Linked DNA regions of Ctenopharyngodon idella: region 2 is linked to region 1. Evidence: chromatin contacts called from public Hi-C data. All regions are on one chromosome and are shown on one strand. The core of a region is the stretch at or near the end of the contact, and the rest is flanking DNA. Distances in the headings are between cores, read along the strand shown. Region 1 holds the start of tgoln2 (trans-golgi network protein 2). Region 2 holds the start of ube2d4 (ubiquitin-conjugating enzyme E2D 4 (putative)).

Region 1 (4,882 bases), core at 2,251-4,750:
TATTATTGACATTCATATCTATTCAAATCATCTGAACATGACTATTACTTGTACAATAAACAATATATATTTGCTTAGCTGTCTATTAAAACATGCAAGAGCGGGGAGTCTGTCAAGTCCAAATTTGTCACAAAGCTCTCTCAATCTCGAAAACGCCACGCCAATATTGATCCTTGCTTTATGACACAACAGCTGTGTGCTGTATAACCAACACTTTCACATTTTGTCCATGTGAGTTGCATTTGTTTCTACAGGCGGAAACAGAGGATAGCGCGGATATTATGTCATTGATAGGCGACAATGACAAGGGACGAGCCATTATCTCAAACTGAAATTTCTCTGGATTAACAAATCCTTGGGAAATTTAAGTACACAGCTGAATGAAATATATCACACTGTGCAAGTGGTTTTTGGATATTTTATTACAAAAATCCAGACCTGCAAACTCACAAGAGGTAAAAAAGGTAACGAACTAAATAGGGTCTGGGGCATCCTCCCCCATGAGAACGTTTTTGTGTTTTTAACATGTAAACGAAGCATTCTGGTGCACTTTGACAAGAAAATAAATGCTTCAAGTAAAAAAAAAAAAAAAAATGTATTGACCTAGGGCTGGGCATTGACACAAATTTCAACATTGGATTTGATTTTGATTCAGGAGCTTTCGATTTGATTAATGTTACCTTCGATTCAATATTGATTAATTTGGGGCCTATCAGGTACAGTACATGACAAATTTCCTCAAAGAAAAAATATCTCTCAACTAATGCTGTAAACTATACAGGGAACCAAAGCTGGTACATCATTATATTATTAAAAGTTATAATTAATTGATTTCTAAGCTGCTTACATATAAATTACCCATAAAAAAAGTTTTTATAATAACGTTATAATACATTTTTAATGACAAAATTATGTTTCTACTCGTTTTTTAGGCTATATAAACATTTAAATGGTGGCTGTCATAAAACAAATTCAATATTGAAGCACGTTAAGTACAAATACAATGAATATGCAGTAGCCTATATATCAAAATGCTCCTCTATAAGTTCATTTTTGTAGCTGACTAACGAGTTTTTGGACATTGAACGGCTTTTCTGAGGTAAATGTGACGGTAAATGTGACATTTTTACTGTTTTATTGACGTCTTTCCGCGGTTGAAACACTCATTGATTGATTACATGAGACATGATACGGATTTCGTAAAGCTGTACTGTATCTTTAAATATACCTTCAGAGGTTCATTCATGTTTATTTCATGTTGTAACTAGTAAAGCGGAAGAGATGGTCGGTTCACGTGCGTTCTGCTTGAACTGAGGCGTTGTCACGCGTCACAGAGCGCCAGGAAGATCGCGACAGCTCGAGAGACATGACGTCTATGGTCTCACTCCAGTCTACGGGAAAGCAGCCCATTTTCAATTCTTGTGAGGTTATTATTGTCCTTGCAATTTCACCCTGACACCCCCCCACCGCCCAACCGAAAAAAAAAAACCCTCTTCAGATCTACACGATTCACATAAATGACATACTTTGATTCAAAACAGCAAATTTGCAGGTATGAAAATCTTACATATTGCGCCTTTAATTGATAAACATATGTAGAAACGTGTTTTCCAATCATCGCATGTATGAAATAGTTTTTTAATGACTCTTCTTACATATTTTTGAATAAACTAAAAGACAGAAGCGTTAACTCTCTGTGTGTCGCTACTTTCGCTACTTACATGCTGGTCGAGTTTTTGGTAATCTGATGTTTTGGGTCTCCGTGAGCCTCTTGATCTCCGGCCCTCGACGACAAAAGCAATAATCTGTAGGAGAGGGTGAAAGGAATAATAGTCATTTATTTGACATCTTTAAAATGCAGCAGTACAAACTAAAAAAACATCTCTCCAGGATGGAAGGAGGCGAACTAACCTTCCGCTTGTTGTGACTGGCAATATACAGCACTGCCACCAGAATGACGGCACACACCAGATAGGCGAAGAAGTGGCTGCTCTCTGCGCTCTCCTCGAACTGATGATTGTCATTTGCTTTTCTGATACCATCCAGGTTTTCGGTCTTGTGGCCAATACCATCAGTGCCATCTGTATTTTCAACTAGTTCTGGTTCTTCATTTTGCTCCTCTTCACTGTCTGTAGGGGTCTCGAATTCAGACTGGTTCTCATCATCCTCGTCAACATCACCAATTTCGGCATTTTGGTCAGCTGTGGTCAGCTTCTTTTCTTCACCATTTGATTCATCTCCTTCTTCACTAGTTTCTTTATCAGGGGCAGGTGTGTTCTGCTTCCCTTCATCTATTTTAGGATCATTTGATTCGTCTTTATGCCCTTTAGTAGCTTTAGAGTTTGCTTGTTCAACAGCAGTTTCACCATCTCCTTCAGGTTCAGATGTTTTTTCTTGCCTGGCTGCTTCATCTTGCTCAGGTGTGGTGTGCTCCTCTTTAACACTTTCACCTTCTTTTGAAGCATTTCCTTCAGCTCTAGCCGTTTCTGTGGGTTTGTTTTCTCCCGCTGGTTTATTAGGGTCAGGTGGGGTTTGCTTCTCTTCAACTGAATCATCTTCAGGAGTTTTAGGGACAGTTACCTGATTAGATGAGGTCTTCTCTTCTTTCTTTGTGTTTTTATCCTCTGCACTCACTGAATAAGCTTCGCCTGGTTGTCCACTTGAAGATGTTTTAGGTGCTTCATTATCATCATCAGAGCCATTATTTTTAAGGATTTCCTTTGATGTTTGTGGCAAGTTATCACTTTTTGTCACACCCGGAGCGCCATTACTTAAATCTGGCACTGGACTGGTGCAAACTGAAAAATACCACAAGAGAGAGAATCACAAAAAAAATCTTAAGTTTAAGCCTATAGTATCAACAAAACAATGAATGAGGGAATACCTTTTAGATGAATGCTACTTGTACTATTGTAAAATAATGCCAATTAACTGAAGCTGTACTGAAGGCCCAACACATAACTAAGACACTTCATGTGGGTTTTTCCTTTAATTTGCCACCCGTCTGTCATTTTAAACTTATTTACTAAGAAATATCGGATGACTTTCAACAGGCAATACGTGTAAACAATGGCCTCAAACAGGAAGACACTGAATTTCAGAAGCAGGAATGTGGTTGATCCAGTCACACTCTTCACCACTTTTGCTTCAAATCTTGCTGTCAGGATTTGCAAAAGTGGAAAGAAATGTCGCACTGTAGATGGCTAATGATTAGCTAACATGTAAAGCAACCGAAATGGTTGACAAGTAAACACGTCACGAGCTTTATCAATCTGCCAATCCCACAAACATAATCTGACTAGCAGTGTAACTAGAGAGGAATACACTAACTTACCCTGAGACAAGCAGAGGACAACGAAACACAGCGTTATTAAGCGCATCATGGCTTGATTCTGTGATACAATAATTCAGTGACACGAGACTGACAGCCAACGCGATTCCGGTACAGCGCAGCGACTTCCGTGTTTACACAAAGAGCGTGAGATATAAAATGCGGACTGGATTCTGGTGACAGATCTATCTGTCGATGTCTTTTAAAATGCGATTTAATCAACGCTGCAGTTTTTTCACATTTCATACTTAAATGTTTGTTTTACATATGTTTGTCATACATACTTACATGTTTGGTTTCTAAATGCGCACCTAAGTAAAGAAAATTAAATTTACACAAAGAGCGCCATGGTAAGATATAAAATGTGGGCTGGACATCAGTGACGGATCTAGTTGTCATTCAGCATTGAGTTGCTGAATGAATAGAGAATTCCTTTTATAAAATGCGATTTAATTCAACGCTGCAGGTCTGTATATGTGCAGTTTTTACATTTCTAAATCATTTAATGTTTACATGTTTGATTTCTAATTATGTACCTAATTAATAATAATGTCATAAATATAGAAAACGCCTTTATATTTGATAGATCATTTTATGGGCCATAGTGGAAAAAAACAACACTTTATTTCCTAGAAAACTCTAATTTACTCTGAAATATAAACCTAAATTGCAATATTTATAAATAATAATAAAAAAGCACATAACAAAGTTACTAAAAATTAAACTAAAATTAACGAAAAATATAAAAATAAAAGCTAATTCAAAATATTAATAAAACTAAAATAAAAACTAAAATAACACTGATATAAGGTTATGACTGTCTTTCTCTAGCAGTGTTGGTCATGTTAATCTCCATCAAAAAACCATATTATATTATATTATATTATATTATTACATTAACTACATTAAATTATATCATTATCTCTGTCATCCATACTATAATTACAATAACAAAATTACAATATATATATATATTAAAATTGTAACAAGCACAATAAAACCCTGACTTACATTCAAACATTTTTATAAAGTATTCAGAAAATAATATGAGTGATGGACATTTTGTGATAGCCTAATTGTTTTGACTGTGATGTTCTGAACATGTCGAATTAGTTGAGGAACACGTCTATTATGATAGAATAAATATGCTTAAATAGCGAAAAAACTGAATGACTATTAATGTAATGATTATAATTATTATTTATGTTTTGTTGCAAACATTATTCTGGCCGAATCAAATTCCTTTATGTCTGCTGAACTGCAATTTTAAAGTTTACGGAGTAGCTAGAAAGCACAGACTGTTTTGTTTGTTCTGTTGTGTTCCCACTATTGACACAGCAAATGTTTAGACAAGTGTCAAACAGACAAGTGTGATTTCTGTCAGGTGATGGGTTTAAAAGGTTTAAGACTATACTTGAATGCACTAAAAAATACTTAAATACAAGCAAGTAAGTACATTTGTAGTACATTCTTATTTTTTGTGCTAAATAAAATTGTAAAAGTTATACACTAATTAAAAGTATATTTCTACTTCAGTAGTATTTCAGTGCA
Region 2 (4,493 bases), core at 1,774-4,273, 150 kb after region 1:
TCAATATACTGTATAGCCACAAGACATAAACAATATTTTAATGTAAAGAAAACTTTGCAACATAATGCCATGAAAGCCTAAAACGGCTGTAAGAATGCTTTTAAATCCACCAAAAATTGGCCCCATTACTTTTTAGTAAATCCATTGTGGATGGACAGTATGTTATAAGGGAAAAGTGCTAAAAAGTAATGGGCATGTTTATGCATTAACCTAAGCAAGAATTAAAGTCTTAACTATATGGATAATAAATTCAATATTTCTGTCACTTACTTGCTTCCTGGAGAAGAGAAGTATCCTCAACTCGACAGAGCTGCTCATACTTACATGTTCTGAGAAAAAAAGACATGTTTAGTAGGAAACCATAAAAAAAAAATAACAATAATAATTTATAGACATTTTAAGAAGGATATCAAGTACCTGTGTGTTAACAGTCTGTAGTTGGATGGTTGAGCTCCAGAAAATCAATAATGCGGCGGCTTTTAAAGAATTTTGACAGTTACAGATTTAAACTACAAAAGGGCGGGAATAAATCCCCAAACTCTAAGGCCCGTTCACACCAACAACTATAAAGATAACGATAAAGATATAGTTCTAAATATACGAGTATAGCACTGTCCACACCACAGCTATAACGATAACGAAATAGAGAAACGATATCGCTGGGATCACTTTCAGAACTATTTTTTTCAGCTGCTGAACGATAAAACTACTGCCAGCTAATCAGAATCCGTTCTAATTTAAGGGCTCGCGCATTTAAAATGGCGGACGACATTGCTGAGAAGTTAATCGCCAGAAAAAGCCACTGTTTGACAAAAGTATACTTTAAAGAAAATGGATATGGAAATCGGTCATTCCCTCGAATAAACAGTTAAGTATTATGAGATCAATATGCCAGTCTAGCAAACAGTGTAACATAAAAATTACCTCAGATATCCAACGCTAGTTTCGACAACATTGTCTAATTCCTTTGAAGTTGCAGCGTTGTTTTTATTTTACTATATTTACTTCTTCAGCTAAATTCACTGTTAGATTATCTTTATAGTTATCGTTCTTGGTGTGAACGGGCCTTAACACAAATAACCATTTTAGCATTAAGCAGTTATTCAAGATGATATGATTCTAACTATTAGCCTATTACGTGTAAAGAACCTTTAAAGAATCATCTTCTTTAGACTGTACCGAACCCGAAATATTCCTTTAAGTATCTGTATTTGGCACATATCATTGACCAATCAGCATTCAAGATCAAATCAATGTTTTATGACTGGGGGAAGATTAAAAAACCCTGATTTTGCTCATACCTATTATAAACATAACACTTTAGAATGTTTGTGAGACCGTTTACTCACTGATCAACAGCACATTGTTTAATTTTAGGAGAGTTTCTCATTGTTAAAGCAGCTATAAACCCTGGCCTGGCTCACTTTAAGCACACAATAGGGGGCAGCTTTACAGGAGAGGAGCTGTCAATGTTAAGCAGCTGGAATAAAATTCACTCAGAGAGATCATGACTCTGCCTCAGGCTGACAGAGAAGCCATTAGTGTCACAGTTATATTGGATAAACCTGAGACGAAATACAGTCTTTTACGACACAATACAATATCTTACACTAGATTCATCAAGGCCATTTGATACTCGTGCTCGTGGCAGACAATAAACTGATCATTGAGTATTGAATAGTACAAAATGTTAATATAACCCACTGTAAATTTTACCAATAATTCGCCAAAATATGATGCAGAAAACTGTATTTTAACACTTTCTACCCACATAAATTATTTCTCGCTGTCAGTGTTTTTATAATGTGATGGGGGAAACCAGACTTTTACTCCAGTAAATATTTCTCAGAGTAGGTTTTTCTCTGTTTAGACAAAGTCCTGGCTACAAAACAGCTATTGAACATTTCCACTGTTATTGCCCAGGAAACAAGATACAGTTCATTAAACACAAGGTTGTCACAAGGGGAACCTACCTATTATCGGCTGTTTAAGTCTTTTAAATTATAGGCTTTACTCAGTGAAATTTAAACAGTTAGGCTACACAATAATGAAACAAAACAGTTTATGAAACCGTTGTTATGGCCATCAGATATTATAATTCAAAAAATTGTATAAATAAACACATGAAAACCTGAAATTCACAAACCCTTTGTTTTATATCCATGTGCACATCCCTGAATGAGCACAGTTTTATATTGTATTTAAAGGGACAGTTCACCCCAAAATTTAAATTCTGTCATCATTTACTCACCCTCAAGTTGTTCTAAACCTGTATGAATTTCTTTCTTCCGCTGAACACAAAAGAAGATATTTTGAAGAATGTTTGTAACAACTTGAGGGTGAGTAAATGGTGACAGATTTTTCATTTTTGGGTGAACTGTCCCTTTAATTCAACTACTCGGGTAATGTTAATGGTATGACCCATTTCAGGGGTGGCCAAAATTACGATTTAAAATCCATCAGAGAAACGTATCTTCATATTTACAGGTAAAACTTAATATTACGGGGTTGACCCCCTTTTGTTAAATTGTGCTTTATGTCACGTGATAGAAATGATGTGCCGCGGTTTTCTGCTTTTTTATAAAGAAAATAAATATTTTGGATTTTCCACCACTTAAATAGTCAAACAGCGCCATCTTGGGGATAGAGAAACCACAGCACTACATTGGGTGGGCATTTAAACCTTACTACACATTTGTTATCAGGGATTTGCGTTTTAGGGAAAAATAAACAGTAAGCATATTCACGTGTATTAAAAATATAATTTATAAGTTATAAAAGGCATGTTAGTGGAAGTAAATAAAAAGAAAAAGATATACTAGTGTAGCTAAACGAGACACACGTTAAGTAGAATGATTAAGGTGTAGATTTATTTTCATCATCGATCACAATTTTTTATTTCACATTCTTTTTTTTGCAAATTTAGCACTACAGAACTACATTTCCCAAGATCACCGCTCTAACCCCACGCGCAAGCTCTAGTATCGCGATATTATCTAAAATACGTTGCGTTGTATCGCGAGATTACCTTCCTGCTGTCTAGTACAGCACTAAAAACTGTCAGTGAGGTTAGAGGGGGTAAGAATTCCTCAAATCGGCGACTGCCGTTTAAACAGCGGTGTGAATGTCCAAATCTGTGCTTTTGTGTTATTACATACGTAACGTGTGACCCTGAGGAGAAAAACAACCGCGTTCTCATCCAAACTGTACAGGCCAACAGTATCTGAACTAGATCAAACAGTGTGCTGTAATACAGCGAGCAAATGGCGTTGAAAAGAATCCAAAAGGTGAGTTTGTGTTCATTGTGTGGATCGCATAACCTCACAGCCTCTGTCAATGTCCTCATCGTCATCTTCTAATACTATTGTGAATGTAAAGCACTCGCACTTTCCTCATTTTATCCCCATCTGGTCAAGACAAAGACGGATGGCCAATGGTGGATGCATGCAGTCGACAGACGCACGCTCTCTTTCTGATCATTACAGATTCACGCGCATTCTGTTATAACGGTCGCCGTTACTTAGATATGGCTGATCGCGAGTGTTTGTTTTGCGCAATATGTGATCGACAACATCTATTGTTGATATGCGATGTTGTAGCACAGGGAATTGTGCGCATAAAACACATGATTTGGGGTTTTAACAGGTGTTGTTGTGAATGATTTGTGGCATGTAAGTTCGGTTAGACATCTAAACATTGTTAAAATGTATCTTTTCTGTTGTCGGTCATCGTGAATGAGAGAAACGCCACTGGTGCGCATGCGTGATGGGCGACAACTGCTTTCAAGTTGCCAAATGCTGAACCCCAATGTCAGTGTGTCCATATATGGCTCGGCAAATAGGGCACTAGGACAGCGGAGGGTATTTTTAACAGATTCAACACCCTGCCCGCATAACCAACGACTTTAATCACAGAAAAAAACTGTATTGCTTTCAGTGATTCCATAATCACTAGTTATAAGAATTGTAATTCTGTAATTATTTATTCGCCCCCTTGATGATGTTCTTCTTAACTCGCATGCTGTTGTTTTTTTTTTTTTTTAGGAAAAATTTTAAAAAACTTTTTAAGTTACCAAAAGTCGGCACCTTTTCTTCCCTATTGTGACATATCCGACTGAAACGGCTTCTCGAACAAGAACAAATGTTGGGCGGGGCTTGATTTTGTCCGTGGGGAATTGATTGGATGGTTGTGGTTTGCTATTGGTGGATCTCATGTGAGTGACAGGTTGCCCCGCCCTCGTCATCAGAGAAGAGATGTCACTGCAAGAGGGAGGGGAAGTAATTCTGATTCAAGATTAGGAGGCACTCCTAGGAGGCTTACTTATCAATTTTGGACAGGTTACATTTGAGTTTGAATATAATTTTTGCATGACTTTAATAGCCATAAAAAATTACCTTGATCTTGAAAATAACTTAAAGGAAACAAGAACGTTCAAACTGTAAACACAATGTGAACTAACAAGTATACTTAATGACAAAGATTGTTTTAAATAA

What was found. A called contact is a pair of places that touch in the nucleus more often than the background predicts.
Region 2: a contact with region 1 is called in a Hi-C map of muscle, with 7 times the contacts expected there. The contact joins the promoter of ube2d4 here to the promoter of tgoln2 in region 1. A contact is called at or near these places in 2 of 2 Hi-C or Micro-C datasets (both in muscle).

What each region holds. Positions count from the first base shown.
Region 1 is chr8:1,291,652-1,296,533 of HZGC01, forward strand. It overlaps tgoln2 (trans-golgi network protein 2), which reads right to left and starts at 3,501. Exons shown (of 4, transcript XM_051902306.1): 1 at 3,335-3,501; 2 at 1,912-2,798; 3 at 1,722-1,805. The coding sequence starts at 3,383.
Region 2 is chr8:1,446,673-1,451,165 of HZGC01, forward strand. It overlaps ube2d4 (ubiquitin-conjugating enzyme E2D 4 (putative)), which reads left to right and starts at 3,024. Exons shown (of 7, transcript XM_051902315.1): 1 at 3,024-3,287. The coding sequence starts at 3,264.